3 separate regions of the Mus musculus genome follow, and regions 1 and 2 are each linked to region 3. Evidence: chromatin contacts called from public promoter capture Hi-C data. All regions are on one chromosome and are shown on one strand. The core of a region is the stretch at or near the end of the contact, and the rest is flanking DNA. Distances in the headings are between cores, read along the strand shown. Region 1 holds the start of Hsd17b14 (hydroxysteroid (17-beta) dehydrogenase 14). Region 2 holds the start of Ruvbl2 (RuvB-like protein 2). Region 3 holds the start of Med25 (mediator complex subunit 25).

The links. Promoter capture Hi-C pulls out the DNA fragments that hold promoters and counts their contacts. Capture Hi-C pulls out chosen DNA fragments and counts their contacts.
Region 1: a contact with region 3 is called in a promoter capture Hi-C map of pancreatic islet. The contact joins the promoter of Hsd17b14 here to the promoter of Med25 in region 3. A contact is called at or near these places in 2 of 39 promoter capture datasets (liver and neutrophils), 1 of 115 datasets of contacts at active chromatin or transcription factors (large pre-B cells) and 2 of 9 other capture datasets (liver and pancreatic islet).
Region 2: a promoter capture Hi-C map of pre-B cells shows a contact between it and region 3, with 2.4 times the contacts expected there. The contact joins the promoter of Ruvbl2 here to the promoter of Med25 in region 3. A contact is called at or near these places in 4 of 39 promoter capture datasets (frontonasal cranial neural crest, liver, neural stem cells and 1 more), 1 of 484 Hi-C or Micro-C datasets (liver), 4 of 115 datasets of contacts at active chromatin or transcription factors (astrocytes, bone marrow-derived macrophages, differentiating embryonic stem cells and 1 more) and 2 of 9 other capture datasets (liver and macrophages).

Annotation. Positions count from the first base shown.
Region 1 is chr7:45,553,508-45,556,265 of GRCm38.p6, forward strand. Hsd17b14 (hydroxysteroid (17-beta) dehydrogenase 14) reads left to right here and starts at 1,421. Exons shown (of 9, transcript NM_025330.3): 1 at 1,421-1,559; 2 at 2,548-2,586. The coding sequence starts at 1,472. It overlaps Plekha4 (pleckstrin homology domain containing, family A (phosphoinositide binding specific) member 4), which reads left to right. Exons shown (of 20, transcript NM_001381849.1): 19 at 62-174; 20 at 258-722. The coding sequence ends at 520.
Region 2 is chr7:45,433,026-45,435,725 of GRCm38.p6, forward strand. It overlaps Ruvbl2 (RuvB-like protein 2), which reads right to left and starts at 1,439. Exons shown (of 15, transcript NM_011304.3): 1 at 1,227-1,439. The coding sequence starts at 1,238. Gys1 (glycogen synthase 1, muscle) reads left to right here and starts at 1,814. Exons shown (of 16, transcript NM_030678.3): 1 at 1,814-2,145. The coding sequence starts at 2,028.
Region 3 is chr7:44,890,969-44,893,682 of GRCm38.p6, forward strand. It overlaps Med25 (mediator complex subunit 25), which reads right to left and starts at 1,456. Exons shown (of 18, transcript NM_001331207.1): 1 at 1,263-1,456; 2 at 1,131-1,176; 3 at 815-939. The coding sequence starts at 1,396.

The DNA.
Region 1 (2,758 bases), core at 171-2,670, 660 kb after region 3:
TAGGAAGAACTCCCAGCGAGCCCCAGTGGCCTGTGTGACACCCGTGGCTTATTTTCTGTAGTCCCAGGCACTCTGCAACCTGCTCACCAGTACCTGGAGGCCACCGGGAGCGAGTGCTCAGCCTCTCCCAGGCTCTAGCTACAGAGGCTTCCCAGTGGCACAGGCTGATGGCAGGTGAGGCGCCCAGGCTCTGAGGGAGGAAGCCTGGAAGTGTGGATGTCACGTGATTAAGTTAACACTGCTCCTTATCCCTTTAGCCTCTCCAGGCAGAAATTTGGATACCAGGGGAGACTGTCTCCAGCCAAGCCCACAGCCTCCCAGTGAAGAACTGCCCCAGGTCACCTCGTCCCCAGCTCCTCACAAGGCTACTTCTGCTACCACAGGGTTCTCATGCCAAGGCAGCCGGAGAGGCCTGGCCCCATGGGAGGCCAGGTGGGACCCTGGGAAGGCCCCTCCAGCTCTGACCCAGGAAGAGGGGGCATGGCCCTTCAGAGTCACTCTGCTGCAGTCCAGCTTTTGACTCCCATCTTTATACTGAGCCCTACAAGCTGGAAGCACAACTTTGAGGTGTGGGACCATTCAGGACCACAGGGGAGAGGTTCATTCCAGCATGTATTCTAGGAGGGCCAGGGCCGCTATGGTCAAAGATTGATTTTCCCAACACTGTCCAAAATTGGATGAAAACTTTGAACTATTAGTCAATAAATAGCTTTTATTCTCTCTGTGGTTGTGACATTGTGTTCTGACAAACAAGGGTAAGGGCCCAATCTGCAGTGGTGGCACACGCCTTTTATCCCAGCACTTGGGAGGCAGAGACAGGTGGATTTCTGAGTTTGAGGCTAGCCTGATCTACAGAGTGAGTTCCAGGACAGCCAGGGCTATACAGAGAAACCCTGTCTCGAAAAACAAACAAACAAACAAACAATATGGGTCTGAGGGAGGAGGCTGGAGCCTGAATCAAGCCAGAAGAAGTAGCCCTGGTCTTACAAGTCAAAGGAAAAAAAAAAAAAAAAGAAAAAAAGCCGGGTGTAGTGGCGCACGCCTTTAATCCCAGCCCTTGGGAGGCAAAGGCAGGCGGATTTCTGAGTTCCAGGCCAGCCTGGTCTACAAAGTGAGTTCCAAGACAGCCAGGGCTATACAGAGAAACCCTGTCTCGAAAAACCAAACCAAACCAAACCAAAACAAAACAAAAAAAACAAGTCAAAGGGAGCAAGGCTGAAGTCAGTCTGAGGAGGCAGAGCTGGGGTGAGGGTCCCTGAGTCTGAAGGAGGACTGTCAGTTTGGGTACCCTGGGACTGAAAAAGAAGGGCTAGGAAGGAGAGTCCTCAGTTCTCCCAGGTGTGCCTTCCTAGAAACACCCCCTCCCAAGGTCAGCCTTCAGTGACCCAGCCTGTATATCTGGTTCCACCCCACTGCTTCTCTGGACTGTGGAGGTGGGAAGAGGTCCAGAGGGCGTGGGATACAGCTGGGGATGGCTGCAGTAACCCGATATTCTGGGAAGGTGGTGGTGGTGACTGGAGGCAGCCGGGGCATCGGGGCTGCGATCGTGAGAGCCTTCGGTGAGTAAGGGTCTTCCCGCCTGCTGTCTGAATTGTTGTAGGAGAGAAAGGATGACTGACAGAGGTTCCCAGAGTGGGAGGAGGAGACTCAGGTTCATTTCTGTAATGATTTATTTGTTCTTAAATGATTTGTTTATTTTTATTTTCCTCTGCATTGTTGTTGAATCTGGCTGAGAGTATTAGATCCCTTGGAACTGGAGTTACAAACAGTTGTGAGCTGCCATATGGGCACTGGGAAATGAACCTGGGTCCTTTGGAATAGCAGCCAGTGCTCTTAACTGCTGAGCCATCTCTCCAGTCCCTCAGTCCATTTGGATTGTTGGGTCTTTGCTGATAGGTTGGTCATTAAAAACTCTTCCTTGGGCTGGAGAGATGGCTCAGCGGTTAAGAGCACTGACTGCTCTTCTGAAGGTCCTGAGTTCAATTCCCGGCAACCACATGATGGCTCACAACCATCTGTAATGAGATCTGGCATTTCTGGAGTGTCTGAAGACAGCTACAGTGTACTTACATATAATAAATAAATAAATCTTAAAAAAAAAAAAAAGTTCTTCCACTGGCCTGGCAGTGGTGGCATATACCTTTAATCCCAGCACTTGGGAGGCAGAGGCAGGCGAATCTCTTGAATTTTAGGCCAGCCTGATCTACAGAGTGAGCTCAGAACAGCCAGGACCATACAGAGCAACTCTGTCTCAAAAATATAAAAATAAAAAAAAAAATCTTCCCTGGATCGGTTCCTAGCTGCAAATGATAGCTTTGAGAGTATTATTGCCTATCGGTTTGGGATTTTTCTAGAATCCAGGATGGGGGCCAACAGCAGCTTAATGAAAAAGGTTATTTGTTGCAAGATTCTGCTCTTGTAAGAGGACTGAAGCCAGTCACAAGAGCCGCTGGAGTGGCAGGTGCTCTGGGTGGTGGCCAGCAGAGGGCACCAGAGATGGTGAGGAAAGTCTGCAGGGCTTGTAACCTTGTTCTCTTCTTTTGGCAGTGGACAGTGGGGCTCAAGTGGTTTTCTGTGACAAGGATGGTGAGTGATTCAGTGTTCGATTCTCCCTTGCCTCCTCCATCGAAAGGGATCCGCGCCTAGCTCTCCTCCCTTGAACCCAGCTCTGCTTCCTCGGACCCAGGAATTCAAGTCCTGGCTTTCTTCCCTCCCATCCAGGGCTCTTCCCTAGCCCTCTACCCTCAGACTCTGGTGT
Region 2 (2,700 bases), core at 189-2,688, 540 kb after region 3:
CCACAAGGCCACAAGATTTCTTCACTGGGAAGTCTGAGGAGCTAGTGCCAGGCCCAATATGCCCGGTCTCACTTCCTGGGCTTTATTCGCTCACTGTAACATTCAACTAACTGTGCGATGGCACAGACACGTGCCCTAGGTGAGGTTCTGAAAAATACAGTCTCTGGACAAGACCCCATGCTCTGAACCCAGACTCTATTTCTCTTCCTCACTGTCACACTCCTGGCTTCGGACACACTTTCCTGTGACCTGTGCTCTCAAGCACACAACACAACTTCCCACTTACTAATCTTCCCCAGAAGACCAGGGTACCAGTCTCAGACCTCGCAGGACACTGGGATGAGACTTTGGAACTGGTCACTGACTACATCAAGAGGCAGACGAAGTTTCCAGAACGCATTGTGGGATGAACCACGACTCTGTCACTCCAGGCTCTGGCTAGTCACTCATTCACAGAGAAATCTGAGTGTCTACATGACTCTTCCATCAGACCCAGGATTCTTTCTGTTGTTGTTTCTCTGTGTAACCCTTGGCTGTCCTGGAACTGGCTCTGTAGACCAGGCTATCCTCAGACTCACAGAGATCCACCTGCCTCTGCCTCCCAAGTGCAGGCTTTCACTACCATGCCTGACATCTAGGATTCTGAATACATTGTTGCCTTCTCTACTAGCTTCTAAAGCCACAATGAAGCTCCTTCCTCAGTGGTCAATACACTTCCTCCACATCCAGGAGTCCAGGTCCAGCCCTCTTCTATTAGGCCCAGGCACCCTCCCTAGCCCTCCTCCTCCTCCAAACCAGGCCTCATCCACTGTGATCGTCCCTCCGATCTAGGGATTCAGGCTCTAGCCTGCCTACCTCAAACACAAAGGTGCACACACCAGCCTGCTTCCCTCAGACCCTGGTATCCTCTCCTCCCAACACTTCCCACAGATCCATGTGTCCTCCCAAGCCCTCCTTGGCGACTTCCTCAGCCCCCTTCCGTCAGATTCATGCATTCTCCTCTGCTCTCTTCCTTTAGACACATGCATTCTCCTCTGTATCCATTGCTCAGACTCGGTGTCCTCAGCATCCTCCCTCTGACTCGGGAGTACTCCCCAGACCTCCTCCGTCAAACCAGGCATCTTCCTTATCACTCCTCCCTCAGATACAAGAGTCCTCTCCAGCTCCCTCCTTCAGACTCTCTAAGAAGGGTCATTGTCGGTCCTCCACATGCACCCAACACTTACCACGGTTGCCATGATGCACACCAACCGCCAATGCCTCAGCGGAAACGGAAATCGGCTAGGAGCGCGGTCTTTATCCTCTCTAGGCTCCCGGTCATCCAGTCATCTCTATGGCCCATAAGATATATAAAATTCCTGTAGGGGGCGTACACTAGGCCGCGCCCAGCCCGCGAGGCTAAATTGGAAAGCCGGTGTTCTGAATCCCGGGTGGGTTCCTGACGTCTCTTGCTCCTCCTCCTCTTACCTAGCCTCCTCCCCCCTCCTTCCCCCCCGCCCTGCAACTGCTAAGTCCGATTGCAAAATTCTGAGCACATTTTGTAGCAACCACACGTCCTCCACGATCCCTTCCCTCTCTGTCCAACCTTCCTCACCAAATTGGGCCTACAGCTGAGATTGACAGCTCTGTTCACCAATCACTTCCATGCTGCGTAGAAACAAGCCCCGCCCCCGCAGCTCCCCAGGAGCCTCTGGCCAAGGAAACTGGATTCTATCCGCCAATAAGTAGACGCAATAGCCCCCGCCCCCCAGCCGCCGACCAATCGTGCTAGACCAGCAGGGTGGGCAGTGCCTCCTGGCGGCCACGAGGCTTCACTGCAGCTGCCCGCCCGATTCAGTGTCTCAGCTCACCCTACCTGAGTCGGAGCGCTCTGGGGCGGGGGTGCGGTCGTGCAATAGGAAGCGGAGCGCCTTGCAAGCTTCCCCTGGGACACCCGCTAACTCTACCGGTCACCAAGTCTGCTGCGTTCCCAGCCGATCTCTCTGGTTTCCAGTTTTGGTGCTCGAAGTCCCCTGCCCGCAGTAGCCATGCCTCTCAGCCGCAGTCTCTCTGTGTCCTCGCTTCCAGGATTGGAAGACTGGGAGGATGAATTCGACCCCGAGAACGCAGTGCTTTTCGAGGTGGCCTGGGAGGTGGCCAACAAGGGTGAGAACGTCAGCGTTGGTCCCTTGACCAAGAAGGGCAGGCGAGGATGGGGCCCCGAAACTCCGTTTCAGACGGGAAAAGAGTTACGTGGAGGAGTCTTGGGTCCTGGGAAAAGCGCCTGTGACTTCTGTGTCCTTGTGAAGGGGCTGGAGTAGGCGTCCTAGGCCCTGGGGGGAAGGGACAAGAGACTACTCTTAAGATGGAAGGAGGCTTCAGGTTCTGCAATCTAGGGAAGAGGGCACTCAGAGAAAGATTCCTGGGTCTTGAAGGGAGGTTTTCGAGGGCCGAGAGACCTGAGATCTAAAAGTGGAAGGAGTTAGTGCATCTAAGCCCAAGGAACACTGGAGCTTTTGGGTCTGTGGTCCAGAGGACGTGACTGTGGAGTTGGGGTGTTCCTAAAGGTTGGGATTCATGGATTTTTCAGGGGGCATAGCGGACCTGAACCAGTGTAAAGCCAAGAGGGGCTTGGAGACTCAAATTCTTAGATACAAGGTGGGAAAGAGTTGGGAACTTGAATGTCGAGTTTGAAGGAGCCCAGGGCCTAAGTCCTGGCTT
Region 3 (2,714 bases), core at 206-2,705:
GCCATCATAGCCATCACGGCCTCATGGCCGTGGCTCTTTCAGGCATGCCAGAGAGTGGATGAACACAGCCCTGTGAGACCTGACCAAACACACACGGCCTGGCTTATCCTCCTGAGTTCCTGACATACAGATGGCTTCATGAGGAGCAACTGTGCATTCTGAAATCCTTAAAAGTGGGGTGGGAGTGGGGAAACGTTATACAGCAACAGACAGTCAAGAGCACTGAGAACAAATACGAAACGAGCAGCACAAAGGACCCTGGGACCCGACAGTCAAAGAGTTATCTGGGAAGAAGCCATGACTCTAGGCTGCCTGGCTCTACAAGCTGGTCATGGTGGCAGGTGTCTGTAATCCCAGCAACCAGAAAGTAGAAGCAGTCAGATCAGCAATTCAAGGCTACACTGTGCCAGGTGTGGTGGCCCATGCCTCTGATCCCAGCACTTGGGAGGCAGAGGCAGGTGGATTTCTGAGTTCGAGGCCAGCCTGGTCTACAGAGTGAGTTCCAGGACAGCCAGGGCTACACAGAGAAACCCTGTCTCGAAAAAAAACAAAAAAAAACAAAAAAGGCTACACTGTAAACTGTGACCCAACCACGTAAGGAGCTCTCAGGGCCCAGACCCATCCTGCAGACTCCTCTGGAGTAGACAGACAAGAGGAAGAAAGAAGAAGCTGACGGTAACTGGACACTCAGACAGGGACTGTGGTGACCCACACTGAGTTCTGCTGAGTGCGGGGCACTATTCAATCACAGGCCACCCTGCCCACAGTCTTTCTTGGGGGTACCCATCCTGCCCCAAATGGAGGCAAAGCTCACTTGATGCCATCGAGCCAGGTGACAAACTCATAGGCACTGCTGGTAGGTGCGTGACATTGTACATAGGACTCTGGAGCGCAGTCCACGGTGTTGAACACCACAAGGCTGTACTGGGTTCCACCATACTGGGAAGAAAGGACAGAACAACTTTACAACTGAGATCTTTGGCAAGGAACAGGCCATCCCAACTTCAGATCATTTTAGAAATAAGCTGTGAGCCCTTCTTCTCTCAAACCCAAGACTAAGGACCCCATCTTTCCTCCCTCAGACACAGGGGTCTACCGGCTTCCATCCCGTGACTCGGCCGCGCACTCACGTCTCCCCCAAAGTCCGTCTCTGCAGGGGGTCCCCCGTTGAAGTACCTGCAAAGACGGAGGAAAGGCGGGGTCGGCACGAGCTTTAGGTTAGCTAGGGCGGCGGGAGGCGACGAGAGGTCTCGCTCACTCACTCTATGGCAGGCAGCAGGTAGTGCTTGCGGAGCTCCTCGAAGTACGGCCCCAGGTTTGCTGTCCCCTCGATCACAAACACCACATCGGCGACCAGGCCCCCGGCCCGCGCCGGGCCTTCGGATCCGGGGACCATGCCCCGCGCCGCCGACGCCAGCGCCGCTGACGCCGTCGCCGTCCCGGGACGAACAGAAGTGCGCTTGCGCGGTGTGCGCAGCCCCGCCGGACGTCTGGCAGCTTCTGCTGATGCTGATACGGCCATGTTTGTGCGGGGCATTTTGCGAGCCGTGGTTTTATCTCTACCCTGGGGCATACCAACAACACGAAACTCTCAGAATGGGCACAACGAGCCCCTTTAAGGGCCTCTTGAAATCGAGCAAACTTTTGCGCACAACATCAAGCACGAAATAAATCGAAAAACGGCACATCCGGTCACCATCTTGGAGTCGAAATCTAGTTTCCGACTCCGGGCTAAAGGGAGGGTCGGGAATCCGGTTGCTAGGCAACGCGTACCCATCCGTTGTGGTCTCACACAGAGATTAAGTTAATAAATTCTGTTCTTTCTGACCGGGAACCGATGAAAGAGAGCGGTCCAATCACATCATTGGAAACGACGTTGCTAGGCAACACTGTAAAGTTGCCCGGGACTTGGAAGCGAAGCAGTTGTTTTTGCTGGGAAAGAAGGGAATTCCAATTTAAGTGGAGGTTGCTAGGCAACACCTAATCTCTGTTTTCTGGGAAAGAAGCCAGAAACAGAATCAAAGAAAATACATTCCTTATTAAAAAAGAAAAAAAGAAAAGAGAAAGAAAGAAAAGAAAAAAAGAAAAGAAAAAAAAGAAAGAAGAAAATAATAATACTATATATATATAAACAGTGCAATAGTAATGTCTGGTATAGTCGAGAAAACTGAGTCTCAGCATTGTAGCTAACAGCATAAGCCGAAGTGAATATAAAATGACCTGGAAACTTATGTGTGGACAGAAATTTACTAAATAAAGCGTACTAATGTAGAAAGATACAAAGCCGCGATGGCGCACGCCTTAAATTCCAGTGCAGAGCAGATGCAAGTGGGACTGAGTTGCAGTATCAGTCTACAGAGTGAGTTCCAGGACAGACAGGGCTGCACAGAGAAACCCTGTCTCGAAAAACAAAATAAGAAAAAAAGAAAAAGAAAGAAAAAAAGACAAGCGATTTTTCAAAACGTAGGTGGCAGGCATCCAAACTTGGCTCACTTGCTTGCATTTGCAAGCAGGTTAGCAACTGAGACATTGCCCCAGACCTTGGTTTTTGGTATCTCTTCCCCACCCTCCACTCCCAAGGCAGGCTTTCTCTGTGTTAGCCTTGGCTGTCCTGGAACTTGCTCTGTAAATTTGTGGAGCCTCCCAGAACTCAGAGATCTGCCTGCCCCTACCTCTGGAGTGCTGGGATTAATGGCACACGCCACCCAACCATT